Regions from separate parts of the Zea mays genome. Here region 2 is linked to region 1. A link is a contact called in public Hi-C data. All regions are on one chromosome and are shown on one strand. Each heading gives the region's core, a stretch centred on a gene start, on an enhancer-like site or on the middle of the called end of the contact. The rest is flanking DNA. Distances are from core to core; before and after follow the strand shown.

Region 1 (2,966 bases), core at 120-2,619:
CCTTCCCTATCTTGTCAAGCACATCAAGATGCCCCCTATATACTGGATCAAATGACATCTGTACCCGCACCACCTCCAAGATCCGTCCCAAGTGCCCCAACTGCTTCTCAGATGGTGCCTTCATTGTGCTCACATAGCCAGATAAGAACTCAAGCACGGAACCAGAATCCACATCTTCATCGTTACCGCTCTCTGCAGCTGCAAATACAGCTGGTAGCACCTCTTCCAGCATCTCCAATGCTGCAGCTCCATCAGCATCACTAGGGCCAAGCCTGCTATGACATTCGAGAGCCTCTGCAGCATATGCTATCACCAAAGGTGCCATTTTCAACCCATTGTCTGGGCTACCAAGCCCCTGCTGTGCAGCCAGGAGTGACCTCAGCAATCCCACCTTCGCCCTTGAGTCCATCCTCTTCGACGCCACACCAGAAAGGCACCCCACCGCTGCAGCAGCGAGTGGAGACGCGCTTCCAGGGGACATCGCAATGTCAAAGAATAGAGGAACGAAGACATCATTGGCGACCAGTCCGACATCAATCCACGAGATGCACCTGCGCGCCGCGTCAAGGGCCACCGCCGCAGCCGCAGGGTCGGCTGTACGGAGAGTCACGGCGGCGGCGTGCCAGTGGCTGGCGATCTGGGACACGCACTGTGCGCGCATGGAATCCTTCACCCGCATAGCGTCGGCGGCTTCGCCAGAATTGCGGGGGTACTCCTGGGAGAGCAGGTCGTCGTCGAGAGAGATTAGAACCCGCGCGAACATGTCCGTGGGGCCAGGCTGCGGCGGTGCGGGCGGGAGGAGATCAATGAAGTAAGAGGGGTAAACATGGGGGTACTCGAGGCGGATGAGGAGCGCAACAAGCTGCGCGAGCTTGTTGCGGAGGAACGGTGGCGATCCGGCGTGAGAGGAAACCGCCAGCGAGAGGAGGGAGGAGCGGAGCAACGCGAGGTCGTCGGGGAGCACGAGCCGGCGGCGGAGGAGCGCGTCGTGGAGGGACTGGAGGCACCAAAAGTGGACTTGAGCGTGCGGGGAGGAGGCGATGCCGGACAGGCAGAGGCGGAGGAGCGACGACGGCGGGGACTCGTCGCGGGCGCGGGCGCAGAAGGCGAGAGCCTCCGCGCGGATAGATGGGGACGCCGCTGCGGCAGCAGGTGAGTCGGAGGCAAGAAGGATGACATGCTCAAGGTCATCCATGGCGGTGCGGAGGAATCTGGCGACGGAAGCGAAGACAAAATTGCGGTTAATATATGAGGGACGGAGGCAGGACTCAGGAGGAGAGGCCGAGAGGGTTTGCTCCGCCGTGAGCCGAGTGCCCGAGTCCGTGCTTCTTGCGTTGTTTGCGAGGGTGGTTGGGGGTTTGGCTCGGTGGGTTTATTGTGGGTTTAAGGTACAAATGTTCAAATAACCCGTATTTGGTGGGTTGATTGGACAATTTAATAAGCCAATTTAATAGTGTTTGAGCTGGTCTGATGGTGTGATTATATTTTTTATTTTACAAAAAATAGTGTATATATTTATAATTTATATTCATGTATACTATAAAAAAATATGTGCTCTGTTGGTTAGCTAGTCTCACTCTACGTCTTTTGCCTTTTGTCCTAGTCGCGCGAGTTTAAACCCTACCTATGATAATTTTTTTGGGTTTTTTCATCTATTTAATCAAATGCCCGGGCTAATGGATCAGCTGGCATGTCGTGCGTGGGCCGTGGGTCGATCCGACAAGGCCAGATTAGCTGTAGGGCCGAATGGTCCCGTGCAGGACTAGGCCAGGACGTCCATTTGGAGTAAACATTAGAGTATCCAAATAAAACCTAAAAGATTCTAGCCTACTTAATCACCTTTATTCCACTTGCTCCAAACAAGCCCTTATGACTAGTTTGGAAGCCACAAAATCGAAGGGAATCGGAGGGGCTAGAATCATCTTCTTATTCAAAATAATAATAAGGAGATTTTAACCTCTTCAACCCCTTCGATTTTGTGGCTTTCAAACTAGTCCTTAGAGTATTTTTAGCATTTTGACTGTTAGTTTTTTTACTGCATTAAAGTAGATATCATCCGGGGAAACCCGAGTCACGGATGGGTCAAGGATGGTGACCCGAGGCTTATATATTTCTATTTCTATTTGCTATCTTTAGATCAAAATATATATGAAAAAAATAGTTGATTCAATGAGCTGGTCGATGTGACCACCTCTAAATATCACCCTGTATGATGGAGGACATATCCTGTGCAATCACTCATTTTGGTGCAAACGTGCAATCAAACTATCCAGAGCATCCAATCTAGATCTAACGGTTTCATATGGAAAGAGTTAAAAGTAAAATAGGTACTATGTTTTAGGTGGAAGGGGTTAAATATAAAATAACAGTCATCATTAGATCTAGATCGGATGCACCAGATCGCTTGATTGCACGCTTGCACCAGGATAAGTGATTGCACAGGATATGTCCTCTGTATGACATATTCCAATTATTATCGTGTTTTCACAATGATATAGTAAAACAGAAGCACTAAGATATAATTGGGGTATGTTTATTTTTCTTGTCTCTATTTGTATCGGTGCACAAAAATTAAACTCACTCCTAAACAAAGATAAGAAAAAAAAAATTAAAGTCACGGGAAAAACCTCTTTTGACAAGCAACACTTATCAAATTAGTTCTTAGCCTTCCACATGAAAATCAAATGAGGACTTATTTTTATAGAGAGTATAGTGTACATTCGGTCTGCCCGGCCCGACCCAAGCCTAAAAATGGCCGGTCCATTTAAATTTTGGTCCAGGGTCGGGCCAGGCCGGGCCGGTCCATGGGTCTAGCCCTCGGTCCACGGTCTGACACGTAATTGCTTAAACATGGCAGACTCATTTAGGACGGCCCAGAATTATAAAAACTTGAAATTCATTTTTTTTGCCGAAATTCATATCAAGGCCCTAAATTCAAAACAAATTTAATAAAATAAATAAAAGAT
Region 2 (2,966 bases), core at 287-2,786, 200 kb before region 1:
CCGATTTTCAGCATGTTTGCTTGGCTTTAATTCGTACCAACTTCTACTAACATTGTCTTTGTCTCTATGGATTGCAGCCGGCTTTGCAAATTGTGTGTCGAGCAATGCTATAGGTATTCAGCATAGTTGTAAACATATGAATGCATCGAATGGTTTAGATACATTGTCATACTCGAAGCAGTTACCTCGTGTATCAATCAGAAACCTACACCTAAAAACCTGACTCAAATTAACAAAATAAACATCATCAGAACTAATCTACGCCTAAAAACTCTGCCAGGTCTGCAGCATAAAAAAAACACACGCTCCGATCAGACGGATCAAAATCCTCTCCAAAATCTTGAGCATGTCGTTGCCTGGCAGTCAAGCCGGTCAGTCAGTCGGCATCTGAATCACCAAATTTCCAGGGTGACATAGCTACCTGGGCTCTCCTAGAACACCGCAATTCGTCCATTTCTCGATAGTTTTATGCACCAACGACGAATGATAGGTGTTCATACCATGCCCAAACATATTATTCCATAGCCAGGTGGGGGGGGGGGGGGGGGGGGGGGGGGGGGGGGGGGGGGGGGGGGGGGGGGGGGGGGGGGGGGGGGGGGGGGGGGGGGGAGGGGGGGGAGGGGGGGATTATGAAAGTTTTTCGGAATTAAAACCCAGAAGCGGTTCTGCATCCAGTTAACGATCTGCGGAAGTGCGGAGTGCAGATGACAGTGCAAAATTAACCGTGGAACGTAACAGTGGCGGATCCAGGATTGATCCAAGAGGGGGGCTGCTAAGCTAAGACTATAGATTTTTTTAAACCAAACAAAAAATACAATTGATGTTTAATATGACACAAAAACCAAGATATAATTTAAACATTCAAGAAATATATAGTCTAAAAATAAGTCGATACCAATTCTAGAAATACAATAATCTTGCACGTACCATGAGTTGATGTTGCGAGGTAAATTTATCTTCCGAGTTCTTAAGCCTCGAAAATGTTTCAAAATCTTTTCATCTTGAATATCTACAAACATATCCTATAAACATGGGATTACTACCAAATAAATAATCAAATCAAAACTTTAAATCAAACTCAAAGCAAACAATAGCACATGTTTCACCTTCACTGCTTGTCTGCTTCACAAATCACAGTTAGGGTCACAAATCACAAATCACAGCTTGTCTGCTTCACAAATGTGCTTCACAAACGGCGGAGCGGCGGCTGGACAACGGCGTGGTCGCAGGCTCGCGGGGGTGCTCCGGGCGGGGCGAGCGGCGCTGCGGGGTGCGGGCTGCGGCGGGGCTCCGGGCGTGGCTGCGGCGGGGGTCCGGGCAGGCTGCGGCGGCGGCGGGGCTCCGGGCGAGCGGCGCTGCGGCCTGCAGGGTGCTGGCTGCCGGCTGTAGCTGGAGGGTAGAGGACTAGAGGGAGGATGTTCACGGGACTGGCTGGAGCTGGGCGGCTGCAGCTAGGCGCCTGGGCGGTCGCGTACTCGGAGTGGGCCTCTTCACTTTACTGGGCCACGACCGGGGCTGGTCGGAGATCCTCCCCTGGAACGTACAGTAGCTAGGAAAGAAAGAACACATGCATTGAAAAAAAAATAGCTGCCAGTGGATGAAAACCAAATGCTAGCTTTCAGTGCAATTTACCCCCATGTCTTGTACGTACTGCTCCCGGTCCGGTGAAGGATGAGCAATGCCCTGTGAGTATCCGAGCAGAGCAAGAGGAGGACGATGATCGGTTCCAGGGTTTTGAAGGTGCCATGTGATTGGTCAGTCAGGACGCCGCCGACTTGGCTATGCACTAATGCACCTCACTACATACACAATTCACTGGGAGTGAAAGAGAAGAGGGTGGAGTGGCCTTGGATGCAACCAGCCTCCCCCTGAATTAAATAGAGTTAGAGCTATTTTGGGAGCTAGAAAACTGAAGGAAATTAGAGGGGCTAGAACCTCTTAGCCTAAACCCAATGCCGGCTAGATTGATGGTAGTGGCCAAATTGCACAATCACATCCAGTTACGTTCTTACATGTACATGGGACTTTAATTTATTTTATCTACTACTACTAATCTAATCGCGGCGCTCTACTAGTTAATCCGGGCGCTTAGGCGGGGAGGAACCGGTCATTATACTAATCGTTGCCCGGTGCCCACAGGGACGAGATCCCAGTTCCAGAGGTGGCGCATGTCTGCTGCAGAGGCTGCGGCTGCAGCTGCCTGCCCCACTTTCTTTGTAGTAGATGAGTATGTTTAAGGCAATCTGGACACAATTATGCATGGAGCTTCTTTTTCTCTACCATGTACTTCAACTGCACTTCGCTGTAGACAGCCTCTGCAGTTTTTCGAGTGTCACCCTCCGCATCAGATGTTCATCATCACATTCAGGAGATGTCATCGCCTCATCGGACGTGTTTTTGTCGGACGCCACAGCTTACGGCACTAACAGAGAACATCACACTGTTTGGTTGTATGAAAACTATGACAGCTATCGCGTTTGCTAGTGATTTCTTTTCCAATATTTGGGCGCCGATTCTTTACACCGCAACCACGGTACGGCGCTGCACCAGCGTCCAGCGGCGTGGCTGGGCCGTGACAGCCTCATCAACTACCAAGTCCCAACACTGACCAGCCAGTTATTCAGAAACAAGTACACTACTGGAGACTGGACTGTGTCATCCGTCTTTTGCATTGCATGTAACAAGAGAAAATTAGAATGTTTGGAAGGAGACAATGTACAACCAAGACCAATCGTCGATCAAGCTGATATATTGCATTTCATCCTTCCTCGCCTCACAATCCGGCTTCCGCGAACTCGATTATGTACACTCCAAATCTCCAATCTTCCATACTTCCTACTACGACTCCGACCCTCCACAGCACACCTCCGCACAGCATTCGTAGCAGCCGAGGCACGCTAGAGCCGCACAGACCTGTGCCATCAGAATAGCACACTGGTCGTTCATCCTGTTGCACGCCCTGATGC

What was found. Hi-C and Micro-C count contacts between places; a contact is called where the count stands out from the background.
Region 2: a contact with region 1 is called in a Hi-C map of leaf, with 7 times the contacts expected there. The contact joins the promoter of LOC103647847 here to the promoter of LOC103647839 in region 1. A contact is called at or near these places in 15 of 25 Hi-C or Micro-C datasets (bundle sheath, ear, endosperm and 6 more) and 2 of 3 datasets of contacts at active chromatin or transcription factors (leaf and seedling).

The regions. Positions count from the first base shown.
Region 1 is chr2:217,748,463-217,751,428 of Zm-B73-REFERENCE-NAM-5.0, reverse strand. LOC103647839 (exportin-T) reads right to left here and starts at 1,369. Exons shown (of 14, transcript XM_008672349.4): 1 at 1-1,369. The coding sequence starts at 1,195.
Region 2 is chr2:217,952,027-217,954,992 of Zm-B73-REFERENCE-NAM-5.0, reverse strand. It overlaps LOC103647847 (pentatricopeptide repeat-containing protein At1g63070, mitochondrial), which reads right to left and starts at 1,536. Exons shown (of 12, transcript XM_035965500.1): 1 at 1,107-1,536; 2 at 928-1,022. It also overlaps the pseudogene LOC103647844.